Regions from separate parts of the Canis lupus genome. Here region 2 is linked to region 1. A link is a contact called in public Hi-C data. All regions are on one chromosome and are shown on one strand. Each heading gives the region's core, a stretch centred on a gene start, on an enhancer-like site or on the middle of the called end of the contact. The rest is flanking DNA. Distances are from core to core; before and after follow the strand shown. Region 1 overlaps XYLT1 (xylosyltransferase 1). Region 2 holds the start of XYLT1 (xylosyltransferase 1).

The links. Hi-C and Micro-C count contacts between places; a contact is called where the count stands out from the background.
Region 2: a contact with region 1 is called in a Hi-C map of blood, with 4 times the contacts expected there. The contact joins the promoter of XYLT1 here to the enhancer-like site in region 1. A contact is called at or near these places in 3 of 9 Hi-C or Micro-C datasets (amygdala and blood).

Annotation. Positions count from the first base shown.
Region 1 is chr6:27,134,672-27,141,729 of UU_Cfam_GSD_1.0, forward strand. The region is part of intron 1 of XYLT1 (xylosyltransferase 1); the gene reads right to left. Among named protein-coding and RNA genes, the nearest start is that of XYLT1, 160 kb to the right of the region's middle. Within about 2 kb of position 4,055, at least 3 of the 20 cell types and tissues checked have an H3K27ac peak or open chromatin away from gene starts, as enhancers often do. A contact at or near this core is called in blood, where this site is marked.
Region 2 is chr6:27,293,713-27,300,770 of UU_Cfam_GSD_1.0, forward strand. XYLT1 (xylosyltransferase 1) reads right to left here and starts at 3,724. Exons shown (of 11, transcript NM_001008718.1): 1 at 3,356-3,724. The coding sequence starts at 3,724.

The DNA of each region.
Region 1 (7,058 bases), core at 2,805-5,304:
CCCGTCCCCTTCAAGCGTGGATTCGCACCTACAGACCGAGCACCAGGTGTGCGGGACGCACCGTTCTAAGCAGCAGGGCTGGGCCTGTGGGTAAGCCAGGGGCCTGCGCTCAGGGAGCTCACGTTTTAGTAAAATGAAACGGACAACCAGCTTACCGACTCAATAAAAAGATAAAAACAGAGGACGTGTGGAATGTCTTATGGATGTGAGGCTGAGCACCGCTTACATGTTTTTAATCCTCCCATTTTAAATGATTTTTAAAAAATATTTATTCATGAGAGACACAAAGAGAGGGGCAGAGACACAGGCAGAGGGAGAAGCAGGCTCCACGCAGGGAGCCCGACGTGGGACTTGATCCCGGGTCTCCAGGATCACGCCCTGGGCTGAAGGCGGCGCTAAACCGCTGAGCCACCCGGGCTGCCCTTAAATTATTATTATTATTTTTAAATATATTTGAAACAGAAAGAGAGAGAGAGAGAGAGAGAGCAGGCACAGAAGCAGGGAGAGCAGCAGAGGAAGAGGGAGAAGCAGGCTCCCTGCTGAGCAGGGACTCTGATGTGGGGCTCCATCCCAGGACCCCGGGATCATGACCTGAGCCAAAGGCAGATGCTTACACCGAGCCACCCAGGTGCCCCCATCCACCCATTTTAAAGGCGGTCCTGAGGCTTGGAGAGGTCATCTCAGCCAGTTGAGGAACCAGGCCTGTGTGGCCCCAGCACTGAGAAAGTGAGAAGAGGAAGTGAATAAGGGCTAGGTGCCCGGGTGACAGGTGAAAGGGCCATTTCTGCCTCTGCTTGCCCCTCCTGTTCTGGGAAGTGACCTGTGCCACCCAGGCTGGTTGGAGGATCTGGCTCCGGATAAGTTCCTTATCCGAGAGGCTGAGCGGGGGCACCTTTCCCTTTCCCGGCACGACCAGCCCTGCCTCGACCTCGCTCCCCTCTGCCCTCAGACAGCTCAAGCAGCAAATCCAGCAGAAGGTGGTTCTGGGAGACCCGATGGACCACAGTTGTTCAGGCCACTAGATGGCTCTTTCTGTGAACTTGAACCGTGCCGGTGGCTGGCACTAAGGAGGCTGTGAAGGCAGGCTGCTTTCCCTCTGGCTGGGACACGTCTCTGAGAAGTTCAGTGGAGCCCTCAGCTTCTGGGGGCCCCTCCAGGGGCTCATCGGGTCTCTGGGCTGCCTTACTGCCCCAGGGTGGGTCACCTATCTTTTCCCCCTAATCCCATTAGGATTTCTCACTGAAGAGGTGAGGCAGCAAGACAGGGACTCCCACGCAGACTACGAAATGCAGGCCAGATGCCCAAGTCCCCGCAGGTGCCCCCAACAGAGCAGCACTGCCACTTACTTCACGAGCTTTATGATCCATTCCACCCCCTGTAACTCCGAACGTCTGCTACCTGGGAGAGCACCTACTGTTTACTCCCTCGGTGAATCTCCATGTTTCTCTTTGACATGGGGGGATATTATTATCCACACTTGACACAAGAGTAAACTGAGGCTGGCAGAGGAGGTTCTGTGGCTCGCCCCAGCCAGCGTCACATGGGTGGGAAGGACAGGGCTGGCTCAGATTAAGCCCAGATCGGATTCCAAAGCTTGGGCTCTGAACTTCCCAGCCTCAATGGAGTTTTAGGCCGTGTCTGAACTCAGAATTAGGGAGGGGGATGGACTGTTCCCCTCCTGGTTGGACCTCAGGAAGCAGATGGAAATTCATGAGTTGCATCCACATGCCTACAGTCAAGACCAGGAAAATCCCAGCTACCATCAGGGGTTCAGGAATTTATGATACAGTCCTCTGCGCCTCCCCCTCCACCCCGCGCACCTTCCATCATTGTTGCCAGGCCAGCATTTCCTATGCGTTCTCCTCTAACTGGCCCTCCTTCCAGCCCTACAAAGAAGCTGTGTGGGCCAGCAGTCAGGGGCATGAGCACTGAAGTGGACTACCTGGGTCCCAGTGCCTTCTAAACGCTCTGCGACCTCAGGCAGGCCTCCTGGCTATAATCAGCTCATAGGATTGGCATGAGGAGCCCGTCAGTCACGCTGGCCAAGACTCGGGACAGTGCGTAGGCCACAAACCATAGTTGTTGACGGTGTTCCTATTACTAGTGGGAGATCTTTTCCGACAGATGAGTAAGCTGACGCTCAGAGAGGTAAAGACACTTGCTCAAGACCACAGAGACTGGGGATTTAAACCACAGTGCCTGACTCTGGAGCTCAAGCTCATACCCACTCCCCAACCGAAACAGCCCCCTCAAGCCACAGACTGGCATTGAGGCTGCCTCTGGTTAGGGGTACGATACCTAAAAGAAAAATGGGACTGGCTGTTTAGAGGTGTGGAAGTCTGAAATTTCAGATATGTCCTGGACTCACTCTCTGTATAGAGAACAGGCTGAGGGGTCAGCTTCATGACAGGGTTTGGTTCCATCCATCTCCAGGTCACTGACTGTTCTAGTAGGACAGCCGAAGAAGATCATGAGGGTCAGGCTGGGCCTCTTCCACTTCCCCCTTCCTATGTTAATTATCACTGGAAGCCCAGGTTCTATGTGCCTGTGGCAGCAATTACTAGACAACTGGACCCTGCAAGTCCTAGAAGAAGGCAGGCAGATGGCACCCCACCTCTGCTGGGCAGAGCCTTGCATATTATTGGGGACCTTGGCTTCATTCAGACCTCAGGGGTCAGCCTGTCTCCACCCCTAGGTCTCTGTCCTCTTGCTGTCCCTCTGTCCATCTGTCTCTCTTGCCTCCCCCTCATCCCACTGTCTTGCATCATTGTGCGATCCAAAGGCTGCCCGTGGCCTGGGACATTTATAAAGTTCTTAAACTTCTGAAGAATTGAGGTGGTAAAATTTAGTGGGTTTTCTTTATTGTTTTCTAAGATGGATCTAAATATTTTCCTAACATAAAAATGCTTATCAAACAAAGATAAAAATATTCTCTTGACTTATGACATATTTCAAAACTTGCCAGAGAAAAACCCAGAACACTCATATCACACCCCCAGGTACCAAATCTGTCATGCTTTATTCAATTCTTTAAAGAAATAAACTTTATAGATACAGTTGACGTATTTCCCACTGCTCAACTCCCATTTCTCAACAACCCAGAGGTCACTTCTGTCCTTCACACCTATGTGTTTATATCTCTAGTAAATACGTATGTGTCCACAGACAATATATAGCATTACTTTGTGTGTTTATAAGGTCGACAAAATGGCACCATGCTGTAAACATCCCCTTTGCAATTTGCTGGTTTTGTGCAATATTTTACTAGCATTTCTGCCCCCCTCCTCCCCCCTTCGTTTTTGCTTTTCTCAATGCTTCTTCCCTCAGATGACATGATGCGGTGAGAACGGGCAGCAGCATTTAGCCCGTGGATTCTCAACATTGCCTTCCCATTCCAATCACTTAGAAGCTTTAAAAATGCTGACGCCCCGGTTGCAATCATGGAGTTGGGGTGGGGGCCTGGGAATTGGGATTTTTTTTTTTTTTAAAGCTCCCCAGTTGATTCCAGCGCATAGCCAGAGATGCGACCTTCCCCTGTGCTCTTCCTGCCATGAATCAGGGACAGCCAGGCCCAGACACCACGGGAAAGGAAGCACCACCTGTGGCCAGCCTGTAGCCCGTGGAACAGTGGACGTAGGAGAGGGACAGGAAGCAGGCGTAGGGGCTGTTGTTTCCGGTCCTATACCCCACACCCACCCCCGCAGTTGGCAGTGACTCTGCTAGGCCCCCTGGCACTCTCTGGACCCCTGTTCACCATCCACAAACTGGGCGTGTTGGGGAAGAGCAATACTTCCTAATGTTCAAGGTTATGTAACAGTCCACAGAGCGCCCCTAAATCATCTTGGGGGCCACACAACCCTCTTGGAAAAACACAGGACTAGAGTGTCCCTCTGGTTCCTTATCACTGGGTGTTCCAGGAGGCCAGAAGTCTCAGGCCATGGCTGAGATCACAGAGCAAGAAAGGGGAGTGAAGCCCCTCCCCTCCTCCCAGTCTCCCAGCAGAGCGATGGCAGATCAGAAGACCCAGGACTGGCTATGCTTCCTCCCCTTCTGCAGTCGGGCGGGCCTTCATGTGGCGTCACCTCCCACTTCCCCAAACTGTACGCCAGGAACTGTTCTGAGCACCTTGCAGAGACTAACTCATGTCAACCTCAGGGCAGCCCTTGGGAGGCGAACACTGTCAGCATGCCCATTTCCTAGATGGGGAAACTGAGGCACAGGAGGCACAGTGACTTGCCCAAGACCCTCCCCCAGCCCTGCGCCCCCGCCAGGAAGCAGCACTTGACCCCAGTGCACCGCAGCCCGTTCTCCAACGGCCGAGGGCTGCCAGCTGTCCTGTCCTAATTGCTGCACAGATGTGGCTGCTTCGGGGAGCAAGGCGGAGAGAAAGAGGGAAAAAACATTTTTAGAAATGATTTCCGACAGGCTACCAGATACTAAAATAACAACATTCGGTTTGTCTTGCTAGCTGGAGGCAAAAACCAGCTCAGGTGGGAGGAGGCGGCTGCAGGCACAACACAGACGAGGCCGGCTGGCCCCACATCGGCCCAGTTCTGGAAGGGGCCCCTGCACCTCTGTCCCATCACGAAATGATACCCCGGGAGCTTCCATCCCGGTACTAAAGACGGTGGGGTGGGGGAAGGGGCTGGGTCTTTAAGATGAAAAGGTGGGGGGATCCCTGGGTGGCTCAGCGGTTTAGCGCCTGCCTTTGGCCCAGGGTGTGATCCTGGAGACCTGGGATGGAGTCCCACATCAGGCTTCCTGCATGGAGCCTGCTTCTCCCTCTGCCTCTCTCTCTCCCTCTCTCTCTCTCTCTCTCTCTGTATATCATGAATAAATAAAAAATCTTTAAAAAAAAAAAAGATGAAAAGATGGGCACTTCCAGAAGGCTGAGGCCCTTGCTGCACCCCGTGCCCAATGAGTAATTTTATTTTATTTGTATTTTTAAAATTTTATTTATTTGACATAGAGAGGGAAAGAGAGAGTGAGTGTATAGGCAGGGGGGAAGGGCAGAGGCAGAGGGAGAAGCAGGCTCCCCACTGAGCATGGAGCCCAAAGCGGGGCTTGATCCTGCTGGAATCTGAGCCAAAGGCAGATGCTTGACTGACTGAGCCACCCAGGCGTCCCTTAATGAGTAATTTTAAATTCAAGGTGCTAAGCTGTAGGAAACAGGATGAGTAACCTGGGCCAGGTGGGGGCGGTGGGGAATATTCTTAGGGAAAGAGACTTAGCCTGTCCTGCACACTTACTGTACGCCACCGTTGCCAGGGATTTACCTGCATTTTAACATTTTACTCTCACACTGATCCTTCGATGTAGCCACTGCCTTCGTTACCCCAACATTTCACAGACATGGAAACTGAGGCACAGAAATGCTAAGCCACCTGCCCGAGGACACACAGCTAGGAAGTACCCGAAGCCAGAGCATGATCTCCAGAGCCCAGCACCTCCAAATGTCCCGCATTTTGTGCATCTCTCTACACTTCTGAAACACCTAAGAAGAGCCCAGGTCCCGCATGAGTGGCTCAAAATGAACGGGCACATCCTGTCCTCACTTGGAAGGAAGGAGGGACTGGCTCTGGGAACCTGACAGGCTGGCACGTCTGGAGGCAAAAGGCAAGCCAACGGGAGCAGATGGAGCCCAGGCAGCAGATGTTAATGCAGTTTGCTTTTTCCATATGCTTTTCTGTTTAGCTGTAATAAGTGAATTGTTCTTTAATATCTGTCAGGAGCTTCAAACTCTGAAGGCCAGTGGCAGTCGCAGTCACTCAGAAAGACACAAAGGGAAACTGGCTGGGCCGTCTCATCACATCACAGAAGAAGTGTGCAGAGTGTCAAGAAAGATGCCAAGTACAGCATGGTCCAGGCCATATGTAGGCACGTACGCGCGTGTGCACAGTCACACGCACACACACTCACTCTCCAGGTTTGCCTTGACAGCCAGATTCTTGCTTGACATCCTAGAGCCTTTGCAAGCCCACATCGGTGTCCTTGCTACTCAGCAATAAGTATTAAGTGGAATTTCAAATTTTGCCTTTGGAAAAAAGAAAAGCTCCAATTTGAAAAATATACAAATGGCTCAAACTGCTTTGCTACTTGGGACGTGCAAAGCAATCACAACCCATCTTCTTGATAAAATGCAGCAAGAAAACTCTGGACTCCTGTCATTGGGCCTGTTTCTGGATTCTTTGTGTGTCTTGGGTTGGACATGGCCCTACTCATCACCACCACCACCATATGGATATGGGGTTTCGCTGTGCTGTAGACAATATTTTTTCCATCCCTATTTCCACTTGACAACAACTATGAGTCTCAGACAGTGTTTCACCAAGTTCCCACTTTCCTCAGGACACTGCTGTGATTCTCTTGACAGCAATAAGATCTCCCCTCGTGCCCTTACGTCAGACAGGGAGCACGGAGGGAATGGCCTCTTTTTTTTTTTCTTTTTATTTATTTATGCATGAGATACAGAGAGAGAGGCAGAGACATAGGCAGAGGGAGAGGGAGAAGCCGGCTTAGTGCAGGGAGCCTGATGTGGGACTCCATCCCAGGACCCTGGGATCACGACCTGAGCCACCCAGGTGCCCCAGGCCTCTTGTACTTCACTCTTCCACTTTCACACAGAGGAGGTACAAGACCTGACCTGAATCACAGCATTACCTGTGACCAGCTGGGGGCCTTGGGCAAGTTACTTCTACATCTGCAAGCCTCAGTTTCTGCCTCCATAGAATGGGACAAACTAGTTCCTGCCCTCAACAGGCTTGTGAAAATCGAGTGAGAAAATGTAGGTAAGGTACCTGGCACAGTGACAGGCACGCGGCACGCACTTGGAGATCAGTGACTATTACTGTCTGTCCATTACCTTTCCTCTTCATTCATCTCATTGATATTCAAGCACCTTCTAGGCAATATCCATCATTCTAGGTGCAAGGTAGCGAGGTAAGGAGGTGCATGGAACTTACATTCCACAGGCAAAGAGAAAACAGAGCCACACACAGTTGTAAAACATGCCATGATGTGGAGCTGAGTTCTTTAAAGATGCACAAAGCAGGGGATCC
Region 2 (7,058 bases), core at 2,474-4,973, 160 kb after region 1:
ACATTACAGGTGCACGTGTGTGGAAGGGCAATTAAAGATTTGGTTCCTTGAATGAACCTCACTGGGTAGCAGTTTCTCTAAGGGCACAAGGAATAACACGACGACTTCAAGAGGATCACCAGAGCTGAAGGGAGAGAAATTACCCGTTCCTGACGTTAACACACACGGCTTTCTTTCATTTGTCCCCAATCTATCCAGAACCCAGAGTGTGATCTTTTTGACACTCTCCCCAGTGTGTTCCCGCCCTTTATAAGTGAGCCCATCTGTTTCTTAAATTCTGAGATGACAGTCAAATCCACAGCTTACTGGAGACCCAGTGAAGGACTCGAGCCACAACTCTGCAGCAATCCACCCGGTAATTCTAATATCTAAGAGCTTTGGAAGAGGCGGAGAGAAACAGGAGCTGGCAAATCTTTCATAGATATGCCCATCCTGTCACCATCCTCATGCCGTCTCTGACTGTGCTCGAGAAACTGCGTGTTTCTTCTCGGCTTCTTAAAATGCACCGAAAATACAATCAGGTCCTTCCACTGGGGCATAGCTCCCCAGACATAAAAGGGTGGCGAGCGAGGAGCTCTGGGACAGTGAGTTCAAGGAAGCAGCAAGGTCTTGTTTAGAAAATGCTCTAGACACACCACCTGCCTGACACTCCGGGACGCAGCCACCTACACCACCAGCACCACCAGCACCCAGCCGCAGATTCCCTCTGCCTGTAAGAACAACAAGCACCTGCTCTGTCCCACTCCAACCCCACCCTCAAGAGAGCACAGAGATGAAGCATCATGTCCCAAGCACGTGTCTCACCAGCTCTTTAAGAGAGCCATCTGGAAAATCGCAGGGATTTTTCTCTTTTTTTAACGTCCCACTCCTGAATCCATCTCTAAGACATTCCCGCTAGCAGCCCCGGCGGGGTCTGCAGACAAACCACATGTTGCAAAGGGCCTTAGTGGCTTTGGAAAAGAGCTAGTCCGCTCCTAGCCTACACCCAAGCTCAGGCGTCGCTGGACTTTGGGAACAGCCTGCCCCCTTCTGGTCTCCTTGAGCTCCATGGAAGGGCAGGGGCTGGGGTGGGCACAGCTAGAGAAGGACAGACCCCCAGATCCCTCCAGCACGTCTGCACTGTGATTTCAGGATCTAGCAGGGCATGGGGGTAGACGTGGGGCAGGTGAAAGAGCGGGGACAGACAAGCAGAAAAAATTAAACACAAATCCAGGAGAGATGACAGTTCACGACAGCGAGGTAGTCACCCACAGGGAAGGGTGGAGGATGAAAAAAACCCTCACATGTATGTCTATGACAGAGGGCAAAGAAATTGATACCTGGGGAGATGTGAGTAGAGGGACAGTAATTAAACCTGCAGATGAAAGCAGAGTTTCAGCAAGCAGTGCGACTCTGCTGCTGGGACTGGCATTCCACAAGGAATGCAGAAAGGTAATGGCATGCTCCCACCTCCCTTCCCAACTGCAAACCTCCCTGTGGCGGAGCTGGGAGGTGAGAGAACACGACACCGAACTGAGGCACACACAGACGGGGTGTGGACAGAATACACAACATGTCAAGGACTCAGGAAGAAATCCAGGCCTCCCTCCTCCTTTCCACTTATTTCAACAGGTGGTCTCTGCACCCAAAGACACCTTCCTGGTGCCTGTCTGAACCCCGGACACAAAGGATACAGGAAGCCCCGCGCCCCCACGTTCACCCTACATTTTCCCACTCTGGGCCAGCAGTGCGTGTCCCGAACCCCCTCACGCCCTACCTCCCAGTAGGGCTCCAAATCCAGAAAGAACCTCTAATTGCATTTCTGCCCAAACACATCACAATTCACCCCGGGAGTTCAAAGGCTGTGTCTGGGAGAACCTTTCTCTGTAAATAAAAGGCCACAGGACATTGGGAATGTTCTGGTTCTCCGTCAGCAATCTCACTCCACTCTCCTCCCCACAAACAAGGGAAAGACGTCTACCTGCTACCCACACAGACAAGCCAGGGATGTGAAATGCCATCACATCACCTCCTGGGGCTGGCTCAGCCCACAGGCACAAAAAGCCACACTCTGGCTAAGAGGGTCGTCGCCGCTGATTCCAAAGAAGTTTAACAGATCAAAAAGCATCACGCTGTGTCTGAAGGCAGTGTTCAGTTAGGGCTCCCAGAGCGAGAAACACCACAGACATGCATTCTGTGTCTAAGGATCCTGAAAGTAACCCCTAGCATCTGATGTCCCCCAAGGGCTAGGAGAATCCTCGTAGGCGAATGGCATGAGAAAGACACAGACGGACACACCGCACCTCGTTATTCCTTAAGACAGACACGGACGCCCACAGGGCGCAGAGAGCCTGGCCCAGAGGTGGGCACTCTGACCTCCTGTCCTCCGTGTCCTAGCTCAGCGGGCTCAGCAAGGCAGCCCAGAGGAGATGGGAAAGGCACCCCTGGAGAAGTTGGGGACAGGATAGGAAGACACCCAGATGGCCCCCGAAGATCTGCAGAAAAACCAGTTTCAGAGCTCAGGCTGCTCACACCCAAGGAAGGCAAAGAAAACACACAGGAGCCGAAGAAGTCGTGATGATGTGGTCAGACACAGAGCTGGTGACATTAATCGGCTCCGCGCAAGACGCAGAGCCAGGGACAGCCATCTAGGAGAAGGGGCCATGCCCTCACACCGGACAGGGACAGCGGGTGACCAAAGTCAGAGAGGGCACCGGGAGAGGACAAGGTTAGAGACGGGAGGCGCAGCCAGCCAGAGATGGCAGACAGGAGGACCGACCTAAAGTAAGCCCGGGCGCCCAAGCCTGAACCCTGGTGCAGGGAGGGGGCCGGGGATTTGGGACACCGATCCAGGAAAAGCCAAGGGGGCGGCAAGCAGGGGACGGAGTCGTCTGCACTCAGCTCAGCGAAACCCCCAAAGATGCTGTGCGCACCGCCCATGAGCAGCGGCGGCTGAGGATCCCGGGCACGATCCCGCACGATCCCGCACTCGGGCGGTGAGCGACGCACCGACACCCACACGCACAGCGCCAGTCGGGGCGCCCAGCAAGGGTGCCGGGGCCGGGGGCCGGGGGCCGGGGGACGGGGGACCGGGGGACCGGGGCCGGCCAGGCTCCGTAGCCCCCAGAGCGCCTCCTCCGGAGGTAACTTCCCCAGACCCCAGGGGGGCGGCCCTCAGACTCGGCATGGGGCGCGCCCCCACCCCGGGCTCGGCGGGGACCCCGCCCCGGCGTCCAGGGAAGGAGACGTGGAGCCGGCGGGCGTGGGGGTCCGGGTCGGGCGCCCGGGGTCAAGAGCTGCCTCCGCCCCCCCGCCCCGGCCTCCCGCGCCGCCCCCCCGCCCCCCCCCCGGGACGCGAGCCGCCGGGGCATCTTACCAGCGCCCGCGCGGGCAGTGCCCCCCGGCCGGCCGGCTGCTGCGCCCGGGGCTCCTCGGGGCCGCCCGCCCGCGCCCGCGCCCGCGCCCGCGCCGGGGGCCCCCGTCCTCCGCCGCCGCCGCCGCCGCCTCGGGCTGCAGCCGGCCCGGCGGGCAGGTCCCGGCGCTCGCGGCGCGGGGCCGGGGCCGGGGGCGGGGGCGGCTGCTCGGCGCCGCCGGCCGCTGCGCCCCCGCGCCGCTCCCCGGCCCCGGAGTCGAGGCTGCTGAAATTCCACACGACCAGCGTCTGCAGCAGCAGCACCGTGAGCGCCGCGAGCAGCGCCGAGTGCGAGCGCCGGGCCAGCCTCCGGGCGCACGGCGCCGCCACCATCTTCGGAGCGCGGCGGGCGAGCGGGGCGCGGGGACCCCGGGCGGAGGCTCCGGGCCGCCCCCGCGCTCCCCGCGGCTCCCCGGCCGCCGCTCGGGCTCGGGCTCGGGCTCGGGCTCGGGCTCGGGCTCGGGCTCGGGCTCGGGCTCGGGCTCGCGCTCGCGCTCGGGCCGCCTCCTCCGCCGCCGCCGCCGCCGCCTCGGCTCGCCGCTGCTCCTCCTCCTCCTCCGCCGCCGCCGCCGCCGCCGCCGCCGCCGCCTCCGCCGCCTCCACCGCCGCGGCGCGGAGTTTTCAGACGGGCAGGGACCCGGACGTCACCGGGAGGAGGGGAAGGCGGGGAGGCGGGGAGCCGGAGGCCGCGCGGGGGGCCGCGGGGAGGGGGCGCGCGCGGGGAGGGGGCGCGCGGGGAGGGGGCGCGCGGGGCCGGGGCTCCCCTCCCGCAGCCCTCCCCGGGGAGGGGGCCCGCCGGGGCCGGGGGCGCGGGGGGCGCGGGGGACGCGGCCGGGGCGCGGGGCGGGGCCTGGGGGCGGAGCGAGGGGGAGGAGGAGGAGGAGGAGGAGGAGGGAAAGGAAGGGGGTGGGGGCGAGCGGCGCGGACAGGAGTCGGAGCGCGGCGGCCGAGAGGGGCGCGGGCCCCCCGCGGGGAGGCTGGGCCCGCCCAGAATCAGCGGGGGGTCGGGGGATGGGGGGCCCGGGAACCCGCCTTCCGCGCCGAGGGCAGCGGGCTCCCCGCCCTGGAGTTCGCAGTCCCGGCGTCTTCACCCGCACGAAGCCGGCGGGGCAGGTGGGGACGCGAGGAACGCGATCCGGAGCGCGGGAGCGCGGGAGGGTCTCGCGCGGCGGGTCCCTGGGTGCCGGGCCCGGGCTCCATGGGGCAGGGAGGAGGCTGCGGCTGAGTCTCTGTGAGTGACTCCTGAGTCACACCCCACCCTCTGGAGCCAACGACGTACTAAGTGCTTCACTGAGTCACTTCTCTGGTCCCTAAGGACGAACAAGCCAAGAGACTCCAAACCCAGTTGGCAAGCAAGTGCTGGAATTGGTAAGGGGGGGAACCAGGTGTCTCTCGACCTGCAGAGGCTTCCATTGGCCCCTGAGCCTTCCCCCCCCCCCCCCCCCCCCGGGTCTTGCCTCCCATCCGTCCCGAAGCCAGCCTTTGTGTGCATGCAGGGGCCAGCTCCTGGGGGGAGTTCTCTCCCGTCGGGGCTGGACCGTCGCGGTGACCTTGAGCCAGGAGGACTCCTCCCTGGGCCTGAGCTTCCTTCTCTGTCAACGAAGAGTTCGGACTGACCATCCGAACCGACTCAAGCTTCATCCCCAGCCTTGTCTGAGTCAGTTTTTCCAGCTTTCTCTCCCTTGTCTTCTCGCCCAGGGCTTTACACACAGCGGTCCTGAACACGCGGGGGCCCGGACAGAGGGGGCATGGGTGTCCTGGACAGGACTTTGCACTAGAAGACTAGGATAGCGGACCAAATCCCCAGTTTGTTAATCAGGGACCCGGTGGGGGAGGGGGGTGAGTGCTGTGCATCTTGTCTGCTGTGCTTTAAAGTCTCATCCCCATTTTTTTAAAGAAAAGAAAGTGCAGGAATAGACAGGATCCATCAGAGAAGGAGGCAGAGAGGGGAAAGATACGGTTTCACCCACTCATCAAGAATCCAAAGTGTTATTGGTCTGTGAGGGCGGGGGTGGAAGTGACCACCAGAAAAAAAATGCTTTCTGGATCCACGTAACAAGCCAACCCACTTCCCGGAACTGAGAGGGCAAACTGCCAGCTAGTGGGGATTCTAAACTATGGGCTAGACTCAGCCTTTGGGGTAACTAAGCCTGGCCAGGCATGTGGACAGACATAGGAACAGTCCCTGGGCTCAGCTCACCTAACCAGGAGTGAAATAGAAGAACAGAGGCGAGCACTTTGGCCTTCTGTCATCTGCTTATCACTTGGGAATATTTTGGTTATAAGGAATAAAACCTCTATTCTAACTGCCTTAAAAATAGAGTTTACTGGATGGTGTATCTGAATATTTCAGAGGAAAGACATCAGGTGAGGTTTGATCCAGCAACTCGGCACTATGACTTTGAATTCTTTTTCTTTCCATCTCTCCTCTCTGCCTTTCGTGGGGTCTGTTTCGTGAGATCCTGAGGCTCTCTCCTCGTGTCACAACCTGGCATTAGTTGCTGAGACTCTGTGTCCTTTGTTCGTTTCTAGCCCAGAGGAAGGAGGGTCAGCATTTCCCAGCATTCTCCTCAAAGGTGCTGAGATGCTCTCTGATTGAATCAGCTCTAGGTCATAGGTCACCACTCACCAAGCAAGGTAGCCAGGAAAATAGAATGCGCTGATCGGCTTGGCCAAGGTTCCATATGGCACCTTCGGCACTGGAGAGAAGCCAGCGTCCCTGCAACCACCTAGATGTTCTATAGGGATCAAGGTCTTATGGGAAGGAAGGAATGAGGAATAGGTACAGGGGAAGCAGGCACCATTATCTATTCCATGGGGCCACCTTGGTGCTACATGACCTTGGGCAATCCACTCCCCTCCAAGGACTTTGGTTTGTTTAATGCCAAATGATGGATTCGACGAGATGGTCCTCTAGATCATCATGTCATGTCCCCAGAACTCTTCCTCAGTGTCTAAACAGAGCTTCCCAATCCCAGCAGAAGCTGCCCTGGGGACTCTTGGCATCCACGCCCTCCCGCCTGTCTCTGCTTCAAGGTCTCTTCTGCATTTCTCCTTTAAGCAACAATGATGTTATCTGCTTCCTGCACATGACACGTTTAACCATGGTCCTCTGGGGCCCATGCTCTGGTTCAGCTCCCTTGGGGGCCAAAGGCTGAAAGAGTGAGGTTAAGGATCCAGGCCCCCAAGTCCCTGGAGGGAGAGAGAAAGAGAGAGAGAGAGAGAGAAAGAGAGTTGTTTGTTTATTTCAACTCATAAAAAGCCACATGAGAAAGAGGTTTAAAAGCTCCGGGCAGGTTATGGATGCCATAAACAGCTTATGTGAGGTTTTCAGGATGAAAAATCGCCTGAGATAGAAGGGCAGGAAGGCAGCCTTCTAGGGTTGCCAGGATTATCTTCCTGTCCCAAGACAGACCGACAGCCCAAGCACCTGCACAGAGTCCCCCGTAGAAGACGGGGCCCAAGTACTCCAGCGGCAGCGGCTCAGGCGACAGCAGCGTCTCTTTAGAATTTTTAAAGCTCATTCAGTCATTCAACACAGATGTATTGGGCCCTATTATGCGCCAGGAACCACGCTGGGCAAGAGAAAAATAGATATGAAGAAGATTCCCTAAGGGTTTTTTCTTTTTAAATACGGTTCCTACTCTAGTATTGAAGTGAGAGCCAG